Regions from separate parts of the Mus musculus genome. Here all the other regions are linked to region 2. Evidence: chromatin contacts called from public HiChIP or PLAC-seq data. All regions are on one chromosome and are shown on one strand. The core of a region is the stretch at or near the end of the contact, and the rest is flanking DNA. Distances in the headings are between cores, read along the strand shown. Region 1 overlaps Ssbp3 (single-stranded DNA binding protein 3). Region 2 has its middle 8.7 kb from the start of Gm31125. Region 3 overlaps Ssbp3 (single-stranded DNA binding protein 3).

Region 1 (3,442 bases), core at 600-3,099, 150 kb after region 2:
GTTGAAGTCTCTATAGTTGTCTTGAGAATTCAGCAGTGGTCTTTGCTGTAGTGACATGACCAGTGACTCGGAGACATGGTTTACCTAAGTCATTTGGTAGGAAGCTCTCATCAATAGCAACAGCAGCATCTAGACATTCTCAGATCCCGAGTTGGGGTATGCCTAGGAGCAGTGTGTTCTGAGAAGTGTGGCTGTGTGCAGACATGTATGTGTGTATGGTATTTGGATGAGGGCTAGCGGTAAGTTAGAGGAAGACTGTCGATTTAATCTTGTGGATACAGTACCTACTCTTGCTAGGCAGGATTTCTGCAGGAATTTTACTCACCCAGATAATATTTACTGAGACAGCATCTCTGCTCCACAAACCACACTCACCATCCCTGAGATGACAGCTGGCTAATTTAATAAGGAATTAACAGTCAGGTGTGACAGTCGCCGTGCTGAGGAACACAGGGAAGATGAGGGGCATCTTAGAGCAGTCTTATCTTCAGTTTATGTGTGCTACACCTGGCAGATCCCAAAACATATCCACAGATAACTTGATTGATAGCCTTCAGATCATGCTGGATCCAGAACAGAAGTAGGAAGGAAACTGGTCGTTTGTGGTCGTGCCTGACCCTTTGCTTTGAGAGCAGACCAGTCTGCACTCTCTATGAGACTCCTGAGAACTGGCCAGGGTGAATGTCCTAATTCTGCTGAACAGGAGTGTGGGGTCTCCTCACAGCCGATTACTACGCCAACAGAATTGGAGACACGTGGAATGGCTGTTTGGCTTCTAGGGAAACCTGTAAATATCAGAGCTATTGCCTGTTTTGCGCGCACGCACACACACCCCAGAGTCCATCATTAGAGGTGTGACCATTGCCTTTCCTCAGTGCCACTCCTTTTAGTTTGTTTGGAGCCCTGAATAGCTGGAAAGGCGATTACAGGCGACAGGACCAGTCTCTTCGGTCTAGTCCATTACAGCCAACCAAATAGTGTGTGACTAGGCCTCAAGGAGATTGGTTGGCTCAGTGTAGGGACTGAGAGGGCTCCCTCACAATGTGACTGCTCACAAGGAAGAGGCACCCAGGCCATGTGGTATTTGTTGGTGGTGTGATGTTCTTTGCACAAAGACTGAGTCTTCACACTTGGTGTGACCTCAGGTCTTGCCCCTTAGCCCTTCATTCTGTAAAACAAGAGCTTGGGGCTCTGAGAAGGCCAGAGTGGCCTTATTCTTGGTCTCCCGCCTGTTTCTGTCAGTTCCCATGGAGCTGAGCTGCAGGTGTTGGGCCCTTTTATGTCTGTCTGAAGATATGATAGAGGGAAGAAATGTGGACTTTGAAGTCGGATCCACCAGGCTGGAGTCTTAGACTGCTACTTGCTGGCCTGCCATGCAGCCTGGGGCAGGTCAGCTCTCTGAGCTTCTCTTCTCTCTGTAACTCAGGGAAGCTAATACCTCAACTGTAGGACTGTAGAGAGGATCAGAGATAAGCACATTAAAGGCCAGACTTCGGGAGGTGCCTGCTAACATGTCAACTGTTGCTGTCTTGTGTGTCACCTCCGGGGGGAGGAGAGACTTAGCATAGGAGCCTGGAGGCCTCATCTGTAAGCCCCTCATTGCAGCTTCGTGCCCACTTTTGGCTCCTGCCTTCCTGCTCTGTTGATGGCAGTGCCTGTTGGTTTCTTGGGCTGGCTTCACAGTCTCTATACAAGGCCCTCAGTGGAGGCCCTCAATGTCTCTGCCTGTACAAGAGCCAGGCTGGGCCTGAAGTCTGGTCAGAAGGGCTATCAGTACTAGCTCCACCCGGCAGCTGGGTTGGAGGCTACTAGAGTGGACAGTAGCAGGCAGGCACTGAGTGCCCAGTTCCTCATGGTGTTTGGTCCAATTTCCTTTGCATTGTGACCTACATCATTCTTTATTTGCTAAACCCTCTGAGCAGGCAGCAGTAATAAATCAATTAATGACTCCGATGAATCGTTTAATGGCTGACAAAATAACACTAAAGCCAACAGCTTGCATCTCTCCAGCAGTACCAAAGGACGCTGGTTGATGGGGGCGGGGGGGGGGGCGACGACGAAACAGAGACTGTTAGCGAAATTAGCCCAATTAGTTGTGCTTTAAAGGCTTAGGAGGCATCTGCTCAGCTCTGAGCTTCCGAGTGGGGAGTGGGGCATGCTTGAGGGCTGGCAGCATGAACCGCAGTGGGCGGCTCCTCATGGCTACCTGAGGCCAGGCAAGGGAGCCCAAGGATTCCAGTCCGCTCTACTGTGCAGAAGAGACCAGGGTAGGCTTGAGCTGTACACTCCTTCCCCACCCATGCTTTGCTATGAGGGACCCTGGTGACGTTTTGCAACTGAAAAGCGTCATTGTGTCAAAGCAGAGGATGAGGAAACATGACTCTGAACCTGCTGTATTGAGTACCAGCTGAGGAGGCGTGGGCTCCCATCCTTGAAAGATATGTGGAGGACTTTGCCTTTAATAACTCCTTTTAAACTCGAAGCAAAAAGTTCCTAGAGGCAATGGCTTCTGTTTGCTGTGTACCTTGGTCCCAGCAGGATTAAGTTGTCATTGGACCTGAGCTAGTATGCAGGTCCACGCCAGGGAATTTTCCACTCTGCAGGAGCACCTGCCAGCCTTCTTGTTCAGGAGCTGTCACTGGCCTACTGTGACATGTTTGTGGTTGTAAGTAGCTCTTTAAGACAGCAGGCAGTGTGTGCATGTATGTATGTGTGTTTTGCTAATGGCGTAAGTGATCACTGTACACAGAGCATGCTGTACGGGATCCATTGACCTACTGCATGGTATTCATCCAGGGGCTCTGCTCTCCCTCGGCCTCACAGCCTCGTGTGCATGGACAGGCTAAGCTCTGCCTGGTGCAGCCCACACTACGGGCTTGAGAGAGTTTCTGCTTACAGAGGAGGGCACCCTGGCTAGCGTCCAAGGCACAACTGGGTGGCTTTAGCAACCTGGGACTGTACCCCTTACCACGAGGCACCTTTTGATCCAGTTCCCAGAGTAACCTGGTGAGTCCTAGGACAGATGGACCAGCCTGCGATATGGTGGCCTTCTCTCTCAGTCCTTTTCTTTTGAAAAGGACTAATGTGCCTTTCTTTTATCTTGTTTCTTTTCTTCCTCCTGTCTGTCTGTCTTTTTTCACTCTTCCAAGGTGGCCACTGAGGAGAGACTACTTGTTAGAAGTGTAGCTACTTGAGAGCAGACCTTCATCTGTCTTCCCTTCAGTGCCCCCCTCCTGACATACCCATATGTCACTCTATTCCTAGACTCCCCTGCTCACGCTGTGCTCGGTGTCTGGGATCCCAGCTACTTGACCTAGGCAGGAGGATTTCTTGAGCTCAGAAATAGGAATTCAAGGCCAGCCTGGACAACAGAGTGAAATCCTCACCTCACAAATGAGCAAATACATGAAACTCAGAAAGCTAGGCCTATCTGTCATTGTCC
Region 2 (3,257 bases), core at 182-2,681:
ACCCTCCCCAGGGTCCCTGCCCTCTCTGCTTTCTGGTCACAGCATCAGCCTGCAGGTTCCTAGTGGTGCCTTTGACAGGCAGGACAATGGGCTTCCTTCCCAGACTCCACCTTCAGGGGAATCAGCCTTGCTGCCTTAGGGTTTTGCCCCAGTGTTTGAAACAAGGAAGACATTCGGTAAATGTTTGTAAAAAGGGGAGAGAATTCCTTCATTCAACAAACATTTATTGACCTTTTCAACTGCAGCCCTCAACAGCCCCACATGTTCTTAGGCTGCCTCTCTCCATCCCTGTAGATGTACTGGAAAGGGTTAGTATGCCTAGCTTCATCACTAAGACCAGGTGGTAATTATGAACATTATCTGAGACAGGTCCCCACATAGCCTCACGCTTGTACCTTGAGGAACTCAAGATTCAGAGAGAGGAGGAAATAATTTGCCTAAGGTCACACGGACGGTCTAGTTGAGGCTGACCTTCACCAACCCATTCTCCAGTTCCCAGACCTACTGCCTGAGACAGGGTTGGTCCAGGGTTTTCTTGGGACAGTCCCAGTGGAAGAAATCCTCCCAGTTCCCTTTGCCTGGATCGCCAGCCTGCCCTTCAATGCCTCTTCAGTTGTGAGACAGCCAAGTCCAGCTTGTTCACAGCCCAGCAGCTGTGAGCCCCTTACCCCTTATCCCCTCCCGGTGCTGCCTTGGGCTGAGCACCCCACCCCCAGTACCCCCAGAGGCCCCATTTGGGGAAAGGGAGGAGGGAGGAAAAGAGAAACCCACGGGGCCTCCAGGGCACAGCCCTTGAGGAGCCCCGGTGTTTGGTTTCAATTAGGAGGAGAAATTCCAGGAAGCCAGGCCAGTGCTGGGGGGAGGGGGTGTGCAGAGCAGGGTTTAGAAAGAGGAGGCTCCTGGAATCCAGCCTCCGGAAGAGGCTCCCAGAGGGCTGAGCTCAGGGCCAGTTGGGGAGCTGTGTGACCTGTAGGGCCAGGCTCCTGTCCCAGGTCGGTGTGTACCTTCAGAGTGGCTAAGAAGTGGGCCAGGTGCCTGTTATCCTATAGATTCTCAAGACTCAGGGAACAGGGGCCAGCATTGCCTCGCTCCTGTTCTTGCTAACATTGTTCTGGAAATTCCAGCTTGGGGTGGGGAGGGCGCCTGATGACAACGCAGTCAGCCACATACCGAGATGGCCTTAGCCAGGAGTCGAGCCAGCCCAGGAGCCCCAGGTGCAAACACAACAACAGCTATGCAGGATAGTCCCCTGGAGACAGATGGAGCACCCAGGAGCAGGGAGTTGAGAAGCCAAGAGGAGAACGGATGCCCCTGTCCTGTTCACCCTGCCCACCTTGGCACACTGCCTCTGCTACTTGGCACCCAGCAAGCGCTGGGTAGAGTCTTGCCACATTGATGGCGATGAGCTCTGTTGGGAAATTTCAAAGGAAGTTTCTTAGAAAAGGGTTGTATCTAAGTGAGAAACAGGTAAGGATCAGCCCGTAGCACAGCGGGCACCTCACAGTGTGCTGACAGAAGTTGGGACATTACCCTGCAAGCCATAGGGATCTCCTAAGAGAAAACCAGGGGACCATTCAAGCAAAGACCTATAGTTCGCAGCAGTATTAGGGAAGCAGAGCTGGCTTCATGACAGAGCTCACTCTTGGCTGCCAGGTCCCCAGCTGTCCACTCAATGTCGCTTCTTTTCTGCCAGTCCCTGCCACTGTCAGAAATCTTGGCTGCTTGGGGTCTGTCACTTCAGTGCTGAGTGACTCTGGGTTACATGCCCTAGACCAGAAGGCAGACCAACAGATCTTCCCAGGTGTGGCACAGGCTATGAGTGGGATGGGGCAGTGAGGTTCCAAAGTTCACAGACCAAGCCATAGAAAAACGGAGCCTCTGCCCTGTTGTCATGGTGGCAAACATCTTTAATCCCAGCATCCAGGAGGCAGAGGCTGGTGACCTCTGTGAATTCAAGACTGAAAAAAAAAAAAAAAAAAAAAAAGCCGGGCGTTGTGGTGCATACCTTTAATCTCAGGAGGCAGAGGCAGGCAGATTTCTGAGTTCGAGGCCAGCCTGGTCTGCAAAGTGAGTTCCAGGACAGCCAGGGCTATACAGAGAAACCCTGTCTTGGAAAAAAAAAAAAAAAAAAAAAAAAAGCCACCATGTGGTTTTTGGGAATTGAACTCAGGACCTCTGGAAGAGCAGTTGGTGCTCTTAACCACTGAGCCATCATCTCTCCAGCACACCCTCCTCTGCTTTAGATTTATTTTTATTTCCTGTGCATTTTTGTTTTGCCTGCAGGTATGTCTGTGTGAGAACGCCAGATCCTCTGAAACTGGAGTTCCAGACAGCTGTGAGCTGCCATGCAGGTTCTGAGAATCGAACCTGGGTCCTGTGGAAGAGCAGCCGGTACTCTTAGCTTCTGAGTCATCTCTCCAACCCTCTTTTGTTTAGTTTTAATTTTTATTTGGGGTTTGGAGATATACCCTTGTGGAGGTCAGAGGACAACTTTCAAGGGTTAGTTCTGTCCTACATTCAGGATTCAAACTCAGGAGGTCAAGCATAGACAGCAAACAGTTTTACCTGAAGAGCTATCTGCCCCCCTTGTTTTGTTTTGGTTTTTTGTTGTTGTTGTTGTTGTTGTTGTTGTTGTTTTTTAAGACAGAGATGGGGGTTGGGGGGGCTGGTGAGATGGCTCATTGGGTAAGAGCACCCAACTACTCTTCCAGGCTGCTCTTCCGAAGGTCCGGAGTTCAAATTCCAGCAACCACATAGTGGCTCACAACCATCCGTAACAAGATCTGACGCCCTCTTCTGGAGTGTCTGAAGACAGCTACAGTGTACTTACATATAAATAAATAAATCTTTAAAAAAAAAAAAAAAAGACAGAGATAGGGTTTCTCCAGGTTGCCTTGGCCATCCTGGAACTAATGCTGTAGTCCAGGCTGGTCTTGAATTCATGGAGATGCACCTGCCTCTGCCTTCTGAGTGCTGGAATTTAAAGTGTGCACCACCACGTGGCTCAGCTCAAGTTCCTTTAGGTTGTGTCTTCAATTAACAAAGGCTCAGTTTAAGGCTGGTGTGAGGGTTGATATGTCTCTTAAAACCTTTATATTTATTGTAAGACAGTCCTGTTTATATCTGCAGCCAGCCTTGAACACTCAACCTCCTGAGTGCCAGGGTTACAGGCATTTGCCACCACACCTGGTGTTAATGCCTTTCTTAACCTGGTAAATCTGCCTGTGTGGCAGAGAGAGAGTCCTAGCAGACAGAGA
Region 3 (3,284 bases), core at 131-2,630, 170 kb after region 2:
TTCTCCCTTGCCTATAAAACAGCCTACTTCATCAGCTCTGAATTGAACCAGGGAGCATAAGAATGGTTTGAAATTGTATAGGACTCCTTCCCAAGGCCAGCAGTCAATCATTTATTCATTTGGCACAGACACAGTTGCTGCTTCAGCCTGGCTGTAGTGGCCACACTTGTCAGGTGCCATCCTGGACCTCCATGTCAAGTGCTCTCCCACAGCTCTTAATTATAAAACTCCAGTTTCTCAGTATAGCATCTGGAGCCCTGTCTGGTCTGTCCCCATCATCCTCACTCCATTGATAGAACAGTTCTTGGTCCCTAGGGCAAGGATCAGATCTGTTGCTCTCGGGTCTGGTCTCTGTTCGTCCATCAGTCTGTATGTATTCTTCTCCCAACTGCCGAGTTCTCTCCTAGGAGTGAAGGGTCTTAGGTCAGTATTCAAGAAGCCTTTGACAGAGTCTGGCCATTATCTTTGTTCCAAGGTCAAAATGGACAAACCCAACACATGGGTCTAACCCAGTCCCTCTTCCTGAAGGTGGCTTTAACTAATCCCAATAGCTCTGAAGTTGTCGGAATAGTCTGGATCTGATCTGGAAAAGTGGCCTTGTTTTCTAAGTCCTGGTCCCAGTGACATTAGAGGAGGTGGACGTGGGAGGCACAAGAGGAAATCGTATTCCAGGTTTACCTGTTCTGCCGTTGAAGGACCTTGTATCAAGTGGGATTCTTGAGTGAGTAATAAGGAAAAGATAGGGTGTTCCTAAAGAACTCTAGGAGGTGGACAGGACCGTGAGTGACAGCTTCACATATTAGCAGCTGCCTAACGGTGCTAGCTGGCTGCTGGCACTGACCTGAGTACTTGACTCTTGGCACCACAGACTTGTGATTGTCTTACAGGCATGTTAAGATCTTCACAGGCACAGGCCAGGCCCCTGCCATAACTCTGGCTTCTTTCATCCCCCAGAGTCCCTCCCTCTGCCAGAGTTCTCCAACAATCATGTCTGAGCCCATGTGGCAGTGGACCAAAGGCCTCAAACCTGCATGTTTCCAGAACTCTGGTATCTACCAGGCCCATGCCTGTTGTTTCACCTTAACTGAGAAGAGAAGAGAGTCCCAGGGCATTTAGGCATGTCAGGGAGGGAGAGGTTTGAGAAACCACACTGATGGAGCAAAATGAAACCAGCAGCCTCCTGATCTCTTCTGGAGTCTGCTGTTTGGTGGGTGTTGGAGGTGGAATTCTGGGCATTTTGGATGTGTGGCTTCCAGGGCTCAGTTACCTGCTTGCTGGTGGCTGTGAAGTCGTGGATTGTCTGTTGGCAGAGCTGTGTGCACAAGTGTCTGGAGGCCGTCCAGCAGAGCAGGAGTCTCTGGGTAGATGAGGCCAGCCTCCTTAGCATGCGCCTCACTTTCATGGTGCTGTTGTGATTAACAGCAGAGCAGAGCCGGCAGGCGGGGCGGAGGCCGGCAGGAGCCAGCTGCATCAGAAACACTGTCCAATTTCAGAGTAAATGACAGTTTTTAGGGGGTGGGAAGCAGAATGCTGTGGCAAAGCAGGAATATTCTCCCTGTGTCCTGAGGAACTGATATGATTGCTATCAAGGTCCATTTCTAATGCCCACATATTCCCAAAACATGTTATGTTGCCCTGAATTGAAGTCAGAGAGCACATCTGCCATCAGGACCCTGCTAGGAACCCTCAGGGAGGAGACTGTGGGAACCTTGACCCAGCCAGTGCTGTGGCAGATTCCAGCAAGGTCACAGAGCCTGCTCATAGAGAGAAGATAATGACTTTCCTCCATCCCCATGATACAAGGTGGGAATTAGCACCCTGGACAGCTGTTAGCTCTCTTGGGGCTGTGGGGGGGGGGGGTCCCCATGGCCACAAGCCCTGATTTCTGATGTGAGAAAGAAGTAGAGAAACAGCTCGGGAAGAAATGGATGTGTGATCCACGGATAACCCAGTCTAATGGTGACTCCCTTCCAGGAGCTCCCCCAGGTTAAAGTCCTGTCCCAGGTCCAGGTCCCTATCTTTCTGTAAGCACACCTTTTCCTGAACTAGGGCTGCCTAACTCCATCCTCTGTGCCCACATTGTCTACCTTTCTTCGTCCAGGGCACATCTACACCCACCAGGCCCTGCCACCTATGATTCTATCATGGCCACTGCTGCCTAAATACTTCCTGCATTTAGTTTCTGTCTCTGAAGCTGCTGTGGTCATAGTTACACTTCAGTCTCCCACCAGGCTTCAACTCCTGAGGGAAAGGCAGGGTGCTGCCTGTTTGTGACGCTTGGTACAGCGGCTGGTACCCTCAAATGCACTGACTGTAGTATGCTGTGAGCCCTGACCATTAGTCTAAATACTGGATATTTTTTCTTTGTCCCTACAAAAAGGTGGCCAGTTAAGCAGATAACAGACACCCGGTGTCTAGCAGGGAGATCCCAAGGTTTCAGTGGCTCCCAAATCACCTCTCCTCTTTGCCCCATCCCAACCATCCCCCATGCATTTAAGATTAGACCTGATGAACCCAGAGACTCCTCCTCGAACCTCAGTCCTTAGAAAAGGGGCCGAGCAGTCTGAACCCGCTGAAAGATTGCAAATGCTCATGTCCCAGACAAGAGGAACCCAGCACTGTACCAGGGATGAAGTAATCAAGGTCAAGGGAGGACTGGGGGTGGGGTGGGGGACGCATGTGTGGAGGTCAAGGTCAGCTTCTGAATCAGTTTCTTTCTTCCACATAGTCCAAGGATCAAGCCTCAGTTGTTCAGCTTTGCAGCCATGTATCTTTACCAGGGAGCTATCTTACCAGCCCCTAATCTTTTATGCTGTGGTAGTGAACTGTGGTTTATTCAGGACCAAAAGACAAGCAAACTAGGCCAGTAGAGAGAGAGCATGTTTGCCAGCCTCTGACTTGCATTCACTCTGGCTATTTCCCATGGGATAAACCTTGGTTCTCTGCCTTAAGGTCACTGGTTTGTCATGCCCTCCCCCATTGCAAACTCACTGTGTAGCTAAGGCTACCTTTGAACCCTAGGTCCTCCAGCCTTTATACTTCTCAAGTGTGTGTGTCATCAGGCTCGACTCCATTTTCTTCTTTGCAAATAGTTGGCTTTTATTGCCTTTGTCTTTTAGGGAAGGTCTGAGTTTAAAATCAGAAAGTGTGCATAGTATTGTATTTTTCCTTACAAACTAATAAAGGCTCTAGTTTTCCCTCATCAGCCTTGAAAGCTATCATCTCATTCAGGGGATCTATCGAGCATTCTTGCGATTGGCAGGCTAGCAAATGTCCAAGGCCCT

What was found. HiChIP or PLAC-seq counts read pairs in DNA pulled down with a chosen protein or histone mark.
Region 1: a contact with region 2 is called in an H3K4me3 HiChIP or PLAC-seq map of forebrain, with 3 times the contacts expected there. The contact joins two enhancer-like sites. A contact is called at or near these places in 1 of 39 promoter capture datasets (hippocampal neurons), 1 of 15 datasets of contacts at CTCF or cohesin (the NIH/3T3 cell line), 61 of 484 Hi-C or Micro-C datasets (the AML12 cell line, B cells, CD4 T cells and 42 more) and 30 of 115 datasets of contacts at active chromatin or transcription factors (the 230-238 cell line, the HPC-7 cell line, the NIH/3T3 cell line and 23 more).
Region 3: a contact with region 2 is called in an H3K4me3 HiChIP or PLAC-seq map of forebrain, with 4 times the contacts expected there. The contact joins two enhancer-like sites. A contact is called at or near these places in 5 of 39 promoter capture datasets (cranial neural crest, frontonasal cranial neural crest, liver and 2 more), 2 of 15 datasets of contacts at CTCF or cohesin (the NIH/3T3 cell line and stem cell-derived epiblast-like cells), 12 of 484 Hi-C or Micro-C datasets (the N1E-115 cell line, the Patski cell line, bone marrow-derived macrophages and 8 more), 30 of 115 datasets of contacts at active chromatin or transcription factors (the 230-238 cell line, DN3 thymocytes, the HPC-7 cell line and 23 more) and 4 of 9 other capture datasets (adipose tissue, embryonic trunk, liver and 1 more).

Annotation. Positions count from the first base shown.
Region 1 is chr4:107,000,127-107,003,568 of GRCm38.p6, forward strand. All of the region lies in intron 4 of Ssbp3 (single-stranded DNA binding protein 3), which reads left to right. Among named protein-coding and RNA genes, the nearest start is that of Gm12786, 25 kb to the right of the region's middle. Within about 2 kb of position 1,850, at least 30 of the 459 cell types and tissues checked have an H3K27ac peak or open chromatin away from gene starts, as enhancers often do. A contact at or near this core is called in the G1E-ER4 cell line, the N1E-115 cell line, cerebellum and 2 more, where this site is marked.
Region 2 is chr4:106,847,255-106,850,511 of GRCm38.p6, forward strand. No RefSeq gene overlaps it. Among named protein-coding and RNA genes, the nearest start is that of Gm31125, 8.7 kb to the left of the region's middle. Within about 2 kb of position 1,432, at least 225 of the 459 cell types and tissues checked have an H3K27ac peak or open chromatin away from gene starts, as enhancers often do. A contact at or near this core is called in the G1E-ER4 cell line, the N1E-115 cell line, cerebellum and 6 more, where this site is marked.
Region 3 is chr4:107,017,836-107,021,119 of GRCm38.p6, forward strand. The region is part of intron 5 of Ssbp3 (single-stranded DNA binding protein 3); the gene reads left to right. Gm12786 (a long non-coding RNA gene) reads right to left here. Exons shown (of 3, transcript XR_003955090.1): 3 at 1,032-1,479. Among named protein-coding and RNA genes, the nearest start is that of Gm12786, 7.7 kb to the right of the region's middle. Within about 2 kb of position 1,381, at least 43 of the 459 cell types and tissues checked have an H3K27ac peak or open chromatin away from gene starts, as enhancers often do. A contact at or near this core is called in the N1E-115 cell line, forebrain, liver and 3 more, where this site is marked.